Regions from separate parts of the Zea mays genome. Here region 1 is linked to region 2. The links are chromatin contacts, called in public Hi-C maps. All regions are on one chromosome and are shown on one strand. Each heading gives the region's core, a stretch centred on a gene start, on an enhancer-like site or on the middle of the called end of the contact. The rest is flanking DNA. Distances are from core to core; before and after follow the strand shown. Region 1 holds the start of LOC541635. Region 2 holds the start of LOC103645821 (ethylene-responsive transcription factor ERF003).

Region 1 (4,863 bases), core at 1,828-4,327, 220 kb before region 2:
ATATATGATAAACAGGTACTAAGGTGTGGACCGATGCTAACATTTCAAAAGGTTTATGCTTGACATAACAAGTGAGAATGTGGATGCAGAAATCAGACAATGAGATAAGTAGGTAAAAGGTCAAAAAAAAGTACCACAAACATTGATATCTGTGTTGATGAACCAATTGCAACACCCAGTGTTATGTCCTGCAGGAGAGACAATCACATGCATGAATACTGAACAACTAAGAAGTAACAGAACCATGAAACTGAAGCTCAAGCTCATGTGAACACTTACAAGCTTATCTTTCATGGCAAACATTATTGCACTTGCATGTTCAGCTGCATTGCCCACAATAGGAAGCAAAATAACACTGATAAAAGCCACCGGTAGGTTCAATGAATCAGATGCTCCCTAACAGCAATAGATCAAAACAGTGACCAGTTACATCATTGCAGAGGTATCAGATGATCTCTGTAATACTACCAATGTACAATTGTACATCATGGTAATAGTAGTGACTAGTAAGTAATTAAATTTGTCCTACAGATAGCTGCATGTAACCATTTCCAAATTTAACATGAATAATTTCCCTGGCAGTGCTTCAGTATCACCAAAATATAATGTCTGTCAACTGTAGGAAGCTACCTTTAACAAGTTCCACTTGCTACAGATGAATAAAAGCTGACTTTTTATTCTTTCTTGTTGAATTGGAGAAGAAGAATACCTCAATGGCGTTAACTAGGTACTCAGAAAGAAAAGACACCCAGAGTGTTAAAACCGCAAGCCATGTTACTGCCTCCCACATGCCAATCTCAGCTTCTTCATCTTCCTCTGCAATATCCTCAATAGGCGCCTCTTCCTATAATATTTCTGAATATGGTGAAAACATGTATTGATGTATTGCACCATTCTATACTAAATTAATGCAATATTGCAAGAAACTCTTTATCACAAGATTGTTGTTTGTCACATGGCATTCTGAAAGTTCCAATATATGTACACTACACTTGGACTAAAGTAGACTAAACTAGCCATACTGACAATAGAAATTATAGCATCACAGTTATGGTCCTTATCACCAGCGAGGAAGAAATAAGATGAGGCATCAAACTTACACTGCCTATTGGACTGTAAATGTTGCTCCGTCCACTTAATTGGAAATAGAGATAGCTGGCATACGCCACAAGCATAATACAACTACTGAACCTTGAAAGTGCAACCTCTGATGCCCCTTGACGCACTTCTGAATGAGTGAAATGAAGAACGGCAGGAAACATCAATCCCATGACAGCCATCAACAGTAAACCTGAGTTGACAACTGCAGTTGCCTGCAGTGATTGAATATTAATCTCAATATCAAAATGTCATGTTACTGAAGAAGAGAAAAACAGTCACACAAACATCACCTTACTGAAGATTTGGTCTTTGTTGCGGTGAACAACACCACCAGCAAAGAAAGCACAACCCATAACCAACAGCATATTTGACAATATGGAACCCAATAGTGACTGCTGCACTACTCGGATCATTCCATTTTTCAAAGCATATACTGCAATGATCATTTCGGTTGCATTTCCAAATGTAGCATTCAGAAGGCCACCAACTGCAGTTCAGGAAAGTTGAAATCAGTCGCCATTCGAGGACCCTCATCTAGTATTATTTCAAATTGGCTATTAGCCATAAAGAGAAAGAGGCATACCTGTTGGACCAGTGTATATTGCAAGCTGCCTGTACAACAACCATTGGCATCAAAGCTCAATAGAGCAGGAAAAAAACAGGTAGAAAGTTTAGCAGCTTACTCAGTTGCATATCCTAAACGCTCAGCTAAAGGTGTTATTCCTAGCATGCTGAAAAGGAAAATCAATCCCTGCAATTTTAATGTCGTATGAACCATGTCAGCATTAATTTAACAATAATTGGGTGGGGTGGGGTGTTCACCAATAGCACTCGATGAACTCAGCTGACGAAGGTTTCCTAGTGATGATGAGACATGTACAAGTACCACATATAACCAGAACAACTAAACTAGCCATGTTGTTGGGGAGTTCCACTATTGTGACATATTGGCTACTCCCTAAATTCTTTATGTATACATGTTATTTGGTGTTGGTTTTTATTGCAAACTGAAACAAAAGGATGGCACACAGTAAATCCCTACTGCCCTACAACCATCCACTGACCAATCCAATAGCACGGCAGGTCGGCAGCAGAGTTCAAGTCCCATGATCAGCACTTACATGCCTCCTAGTCGTGAAGTGGAGAATGATGGACGCAGGCCCGAACGGCATGAGCAAGTTGAGCTTGGAAGTGAAAATGACGATCCTGATGCTCTTGAGCGCCCTCTCGACCGTCCCTCGCGAGTTCCAGGAGGAAGACACGGTGGGCCGCAACACGCCGTTGGGCACTTGCGGGCTGTTGACCTTGAAACCGCCCATCTCGATTTGAGGGGTCTCCATCATCATAAGTCTACGACAACGACCACAGGCGGGGAAAATAGCAGTTGCCGTGAGCGATATTATAGATCGAAAGACGGGAATTTGCAGCAACAAGACGGACTAAGTTTGGTTTCATCTAAGCAAACGAGGCTCAAATTCCTACTCCAGTGTCCAGCTTGCTGCTCCTCTAATCTACTTACTTCAATCAAGTGTAGCGGATTTTCAAAGCTACTTACTTAACAGTTAAGGAATGCAGCTAAATCGAACTCCCAGATCCACGACTGAACCTACCCAATCCAGCAGCAACTAACCACGCATCTACCAAATCCGAAAATCCTAGAACTCACCTCCAAATCCGTGGGGCACCAACCTCACCTGGACACAGACGCTGCGGCAGAGCCGCCGCTGCGATGGCGGGGGTCAGCTCGGGATCAGGAGTTGGAAGGGTGCTCCGGCCGCCACGGCTCCCTAGGAATCATCATCCGCCACACGAGGCCGGGCGGCAGGATGGTGGTAGTGGTGGGGCCCTCGGGAAGAGGAACAGCTAGCTAGCTAGCGCGTGCCGAGTCGTCGCGGCACCGGCCGTGGCCGGCGGAGCCTGCTCGGGGTTCCAGGTGGAGAGGGCAAGTGTGCTCCGCTGCCCGGGCTCCCCTACCGACGCTCGCTGCTGCTGGCTTTTGCAGGCTCACCGCTCACACCGCCCGCGCGCACCAAATATCCTGCGTGCTTCCTTGCTAACCGGGCTGGCAGGCGACTTGCGAGTTGGGGCCTGGGGGAGGGGAGAATTTTGCAAACATGACACTGTCTACGGCGGGCTTCAAACTTTTGGCACCGCCGTCGTGACAATTGAACGGGTGGCACTGGAATCTCCCTCCAATTGTAAATTTGGCATCGCGCGCGCTTAATGGTGTTTAGTACTCGTGCAGTGCCCGTGCTGCCCTCGCGCCGTTAGAAACTTGCCGCCGTCTTCCTCTTCTACCTCTCTCGCCCGTGAAGGAGATCTCCCCGTGAAGGTCCTGTATTCCATTCTCTCTGTGCCCTGGCCGTCGTCTTCCTCGCCCCAACTCTGCTCGCCCTAGCCGTCGTGTTCCTGGAGCTGCTGTCTTTGTCTCCGCGCACTGGGCCCTGTCCTTCTCCGGAGCTCGCCCTTCCCTGCGTCGCCGGATTCCTGCACCCGTGGTCCATTGCGCTGAAGTCCCCCAACGCCGCCGGCTCAGGTAAGAAATTCCTTTGCTTTGTTCCTTTCCTTTTCGCTGTTCCAATTAGCTTAGTAAACAATACTACAGGTTACCAGCCAGTGAGCACCATTTTATGTGCAGTGTACTATGAATAATACTCCCAACCAAGAGGCAGTTCCCACCATCGACGAAACCACTGCATACACTGTCCAAGAAGACGAGTGGACATTGTCTTGTATTGGGACACAGCCTACAGTGGTCAGTAGTTTGAATTAATTGTATGCAAGTTAGTAGTTACATATTACATAACAACTGTTTCTGGTGAATAGGCGAGTGCCCATGGAATTCATGAAATTGATTGGGATTCAATAATGTTAGAAGAAACCAACAACGAAGAAGGAAGAAATGATGTAACTAGTGAACAAGGTCTATATTATCAGCTTGGACTGCATTCTCAAGATGATAGAAGGGAAGATGATTCAAGTGCTTCCCGTTTTGGAAATAACATTCCCTGTGAAGATGAATTGGGAGAAGGCATTCCGTGCTCTGATGCAGTCCTCGATGAGACTAGGACGATATATGATATGAACAATCCAGTCATGGAGCCTGGCAGCTTGTATGCAACAATGCAGCAATTCAGACTCGCAATTAGGCAATACGCCATAAATAAAGAGTTTGAGCTTGGAATTGAGGCAACAAATAAGACTAGATTTAGAGGGTATTGTAAAGGGCCTGATTGCCCTTGGAGCATTCATGCTAGACCGGAGACGAAAGGTTCTCCTACAATTCAAGTAAGCTGAGATTATAGTTATTTCATTTAACATGTACAATTCTAAGAATATAGGTATTTGACAATTTAACCAATGTTTCAGGTAATTGTCTTGAATGACAAACATACTTGTACATCAAGTGGTAGACGTAAGACGACTACACCTACCGGAGCTTGGGTTGCTGCACGTGCCCTTCCTTTGCTTATGAAGAAGCCTCATATGGGTGCTAAGGAGCTTCAAACTACATTGCAGGACACTTTTGGTTGTACAATTGCATATGACACAGTTTGGCATGGGAAAGAGAAAGCTTTGAAGGAATTATTTGGAAGTTGGGAAGAGAGCTTTCAGCTACTTTGGCGTTGGAGAGAAGCAGTTATGCAAAAGTCACCAGATAGTGTCATTGAGCTTGATGTCAAAATGGATGAGGGGCGTCCTTTCTTTAGTAGATTTTTTTGTGCGCTCGGTCCATGCATTTCTGGCTTCAAGGGTGGGTGC
Region 2 (4,948 bases), core at 1,492-3,991:
CGACGTAGGGGATATTGTGTTATAGCGAATTAAAGGGGGCAACACATGATCCCTAGCTAGGTTAACTAGAGCTATAGCAATGACTGGCCGTTTCCACGTACGAGATGCGTAGTGTGCATCAAACTGTATCCATGTTGTATTATCGTAGGAGTCGTAGGCCTTACAGTGACCACGCGTACTGGTTAGAGTTGGTCGTTCAGGACCAGTAGCTGCTTGATTTGGGTTTCGGTGTCAGGATTTGGTTAGGTCCTGTGTGTAGTTTGCGCAGTCGGAAAGAGACTGTTGGTTGTATTGCAGGTTGCAAGCAGACTGTGTTGTAGCGACCAGGTAGTAAATCCAGCGAGAGCTGCTCCTCTCTCTCTCTCTCTCTCTCTCTCTCTCTCTCTCTCTCTCTCTCTCTCTCTCTCTCTCTCTCTGTATGATGATGGACGCTGGTGTTTCAGGCGATGTACTCATGTAACCCTTGTTTTGTACTGAGCTATGGGCCTTTCTGTGTTGTGCGTGCTCGCATGCATGAGCTGCTTCCTTTTTTTTTCCTTTTTCTTTTTTTAACGACAATACGCTGACAATTTTTTTTTTCTTTTTCTGTGCTTGAAGCAGTGCAGGCTGTCGCATCGCGCCACCACTGCATGGTTTAAGATACGTGACCACTGACTGGACGCATGCTCTGTTGATTCATAGGATGGGGCGGCGGGGCTCGTCTTCGCATGCACAACACAGGCTGTTCTTGCATGGGCCAAACAGGATACGGCGAAACGGATCGCTCCTGGAGGTTCGTTCGTGACGTCCCCTTAACTGCCCCCGCCTTGACTGTTCTGTTCGTACGAGCAACCAAGCACTGTGCAGCAGCTGCCGGTGATCATAGTGCTGTGCATCTTTGTGGTCGAGAGGGAAACCATTTGCGATGGGAAAGGGAGAGATAAAGAAGCTTCAGCTGCGATACCAAATGAGGTAAACGACAAGTGTCAGAACAAGCCTCACATCAACGAACCAAATCAGGAGCCCTTATCCCGAAAGATCCTTTGGTCCCCTTCCCGCTCTGGCTCTCGCTCAACCCCGAATCCCCAGCCCAGGAACAGGAACAGGAAAGGGCCCATCATCCCTCCGGGTCGGGCGGGCCCCAGGCTAAATGTGCCTGCATGCCTAGCGAAACAAACGCTGTACAACGACGTCGACTGCACTGCACAGCCGGCTAAGCAATCTATAGGCAGCTCGTCAGTCACCCGATCGCCGAGCTCGAGCAGGCGCCGCCGCCGCCGGCGGCCGACGGGTGGTGCTGTATCTCGACAGGGCCGTAGTAGGTGAGCTCCCTGATCATCTCCTCGATGTACTCCTCGCCGTCGGCGTCGGCGTCGGGCTCGACTTTCACGCCGGCCTCCTCATCCTCCTCGTCGCCGTCCCGCCGGCGATCGCGGCGGCTACTGCCGTCGTCGCCCCGACCCGCACCCGTCCGCGGCACGTCCGCGCCGTGCTGCGCCTCCTGCGCCAGCGCCGTGCAGCAGCATTTCTCCAGCTTCGCGCGCAGCGTCGGGGAGAGCGTGCCCCCGCCGCCGCCGCCGGTAAGGGGGAAGTTGGTGCGCGCCGCGGGGCCGCTGATCAGGCGCGCCGCCTCGTCGTACGCCCGCGCCGCGTCCTCCGCCGTCTCGTACGTGCCCAGCCAGATCCTCGTCTTCCTGCACAGGCGCTCACAGCTCATCAGACGCACGCGTCTCTGAACATGCATTATTGACATGGCATGAGTGACCAGAGAACTTTACAGGAGTGGGTGTCGGATCTCGGAGACCCAGGAGCCCCAGTGCCTCTGCCTCACTCCTCTGAACCTCTGCAGCTTCGGCATGGCGATGGGCGGCCACTCTGCTCCGCGGTCTCTGTCTGTTCGGTGGTGCGTGGACTTGAGATGCTTCAGGTGCCGGCTGCTAGCTTATATACTGCGCCCAAGCCCAAGGGTGGCCTGCGAGTATACACTCTATGCAATGCAAGAGATACATCGATATATAGATGCTAGCTACTGCTTCTACTGCAGCTTAGCCATATCATATAGATAGATGAGAGACCATGATCAACACAGCTAGTAGATGTAGTACGTATCATACGCAGGCCCTGTTGGAGATGCATGGATGCTCACAGCTCGCGAGATACGCTTTACTAGCTTATTAGTAGTACCACCCATTTGGCATTGATCATCCACGGCAAATGTACAAATTAACACAGGGTGGCGACGTACGACGACTGCACACGCTAGCTCGTCCCTGCAGATACATGGAGCAAGGTCAGAGCGAGCTTTGCCTTTGCGCCGGTCACTGTGACGTACACTTGCCAAGTCGCCGGAACACCTGAACGGCGAGTGGCCCAGGGACGACGGCAGAACCACAAGTACAGGCCGGCTTCGGCGAGACGCAGAGGTGGGGTCGGATAACTGCGGATCATAGTTGAATTCAGATTCGGCTCGGATCGATTATTGTTCGCTCTTGATTATTCATGAAATAGCTAGTGGTGATCTAGGGCCAGTTAGTCTACAACTTTTACCATGAGCAAAAGGGAAGACGGAAGAGAAGAGCTAGCTAGACGGTCATTGCGTCCTAAACATTTATAAATCTTTCGTGTGCCGTTCGATAGACAACACTTAGGATCAGCGTGCTTCTAGCCCTTTGTCCCTTTCTTTAAATCTCTTTTAGGTATTAGGTATATACGATATCATGAATTCATGATATTGTTACGCTGTTTTGAATTCAAAATTGTGTATTCCTTTTTTTAATAAAAAAACTAGCTGTACTATCATTTGCATTTATGAACTCTATTATATGTTTCCAATGATCGAAATTTCATTGACCCAGTTCAAAAAAAAAATCCTGCACCCATCTGCCACCACTACGGCCCACTCTCACTGAGCAAGCAAGAGGCGACACAAAACCCGACGCGCGACGATAAGTCGATCGATAAGCAGCATGCATGCACGTCACCATAGGTGTCGTGCCACGATCCGCGATCGGACGACGGTGCTGCCACGCATGTCGACACGGCGACGAACCGGCCCCGGGCGCCGCGCGGGGCGCAGCCGTCCTTGCGTCCTCCAGCCGTCCACTCTAATCTCCCTGGTGGGACTGGGACTGGGACTGAGTGGCCGCCGCCTGCTGCGCTGGAGTAGAGACCGCCGGCGACGCACGGCACGGGAACGTGTTGGCGAATGGCGACGTGGGCCACGCCGCGGTCTCCATGCCCGCGCCGCATGGCCGGGCTGTGTCGGGGCGGCCGCTCCGCCGGTCGCCACCACGGCGCCGTCGTCGTCGTCGTCGCGCGGAACGGCGCAGCAGGTGCAGTGAACGGACTTTGCTCGCCGCACAAACGCGCGCGGTCGCGGACAAAGGCGCGGCCGGATCGCCGTCCGTCCGCCCGGCCGGACATATATGCCCGATCGATCAATGTGCACGTACGGCCGGACGTCCCCGGAGTGGGAGGAGGTGTAGCTAGCGTGCCGTACGCTCTGGCGAGCAAAGCACCGTACACATGGGACTGGGAGATCGAGATGTACCCTCAGCTCGTGCGTGCTAGCTAGCAGTTGCAGGCACGGTCAGACGCACCCATTTGCGAACGTACATTTGTCCAGGTGTGGACATGGACGCAGTCATGCGTCAGGCTAGCTGATGGCTGATGCCCGTGCCTCACACCTCGTTCGTTCTACTGGGATTCGATGGACTGAACGTGAGACTGGCTGCCGGTGCTGTCATTTCATTTCTCGTCAGATCTTTCAAAGGTCGCTTGCCGACGGTGTTCATTCTGCCCTGACCTTTGCATGGCCTGTCTTTTACTTAAGTTTGAACGAACTGACTAGGATGCCCGATGAGATGTTTACACTTTGACAGATACAGTACTTTACCATGCATCTCCGCACATTTTTGTTGGAAAAAAAAATCATTCGTGAAACAGAATAAGTTAATCTATCATTGCCATGCACAGGATGCATCGTCTCACCTACGACGGCTGGTTACTAGTCGAGTACACGTAGCTGAGGTAAGCACACACTCAGGCAGTACGAGGTTACTAGAAGAGATAAGCAAAAGAACCTAACAATCATTGTTTCCCTTTTCTTATCGAGTGTAGCAGCCGTGGGGGCGTTTTCAGATTACATCCAAAGTTGCACGCTGTTTTCACACACACGCTAGCTCAGATGGGTCTTTGAGATTGTCTCTTTATATTGCCGTGAAACCGCCATCAAAGCCGGATTAGGAGTGTGGTTTGTCCGCTATTAGGAGTGTGATTTGAGATTGTCTCTCTCTCTCGTATACGCTATTGCTTGCATTCTGCATCAACGGTCCAACGGGCCAAGAAGGCCTGCTACTCAGCTAAGCCTAACTAATGGGATACATGCGGCCCATGTTACCCGAGAAGAACTGGGGTCGTGAAGGTACAACAAGCGTGCTGGTGGCCCAACCCAGCAAATGTTGAGAACGTGGGCTTTGGTTTTGAAATTTCGCCAGTGTAGCAATTCCTCATCTGTCAGGTCGCGTGGTGTGGTGGTCAAAATAGGCTTGCGCTGCTTTTGCACCGTGCAGGTGCAGAGCAGTCAGTCAGTCAGGCAGCCACTCAGATGGGGTCGGCGGCCGGCCGGTCGGTCAGTCAACGGCGACGACAGTTTGCACGGATGGGCACGGCAATGATTGTGAATCGAAAACGAGCTGCCGATCCGTGTCCCGACACACGACACGACGGTGCAGCAGAGACAGCAGACAGCAGCACCCGGCAGGGCGCAGAGGCGTCTCGGCGACGCATTTGGGAAATTTCGCCCCACGAGCGCGGGAGAAGTCGCCGGCATCGACCGCGAGTCTCCACGGCAGTCGCCAGGGACAGCATCAGCGGATCCACGAGCAGCGACCAATCATTGAAACGTCGCCCGCCGCAACGCCGACGACGACTTGGCCGGGCGCCCGGCGGCCTTGCGCCTTGCGGTAGC

Evidence for each region. A called contact is a pair of places that touch in the nucleus more often than the background predicts.
Region 1: a Hi-C map of root tip shows a contact between it and region 2, with 2.3 times the contacts expected there. The contact joins the promoter of LOC541635 here to the promoter of LOC103645821 in region 2. A contact is called at or near these places in 7 of 25 Hi-C or Micro-C datasets (ear, leaf, leaf mesophyll and 2 more).

Annotation. Positions count from the first base shown.
Region 1 is chr2:4,808,225-4,813,087 of Zm-B73-REFERENCE-NAM-5.0, reverse strand. It overlaps LOC541635, which reads right to left and starts at 3,077. Exons shown (of 12, transcript NM_001111390.2): 1 at 2,796-3,077; 2 at 2,223-2,451; 3 at 1,785-1,852; 4 at 1,685-1,713; 5 at 1,392-1,588; 6 at 1,101-1,313; 7 at 710-844; 8 at 280-396; 9 at 135-188. The coding sequence starts at 2,447.
Region 2 is chr2:4,584,062-4,589,009 of Zm-B73-REFERENCE-NAM-5.0, reverse strand. It overlaps LOC103645821 (ethylene-responsive transcription factor ERF003), which reads right to left and starts at 2,741. Exons shown (of 2, transcript XM_020548020.2): 1 at 1,758-2,741; 2 at 983-1,673. The coding sequence starts at 1,837. The coding sequence ends at 1,220. It also overlaps a transcript of LOC100191866 not described here.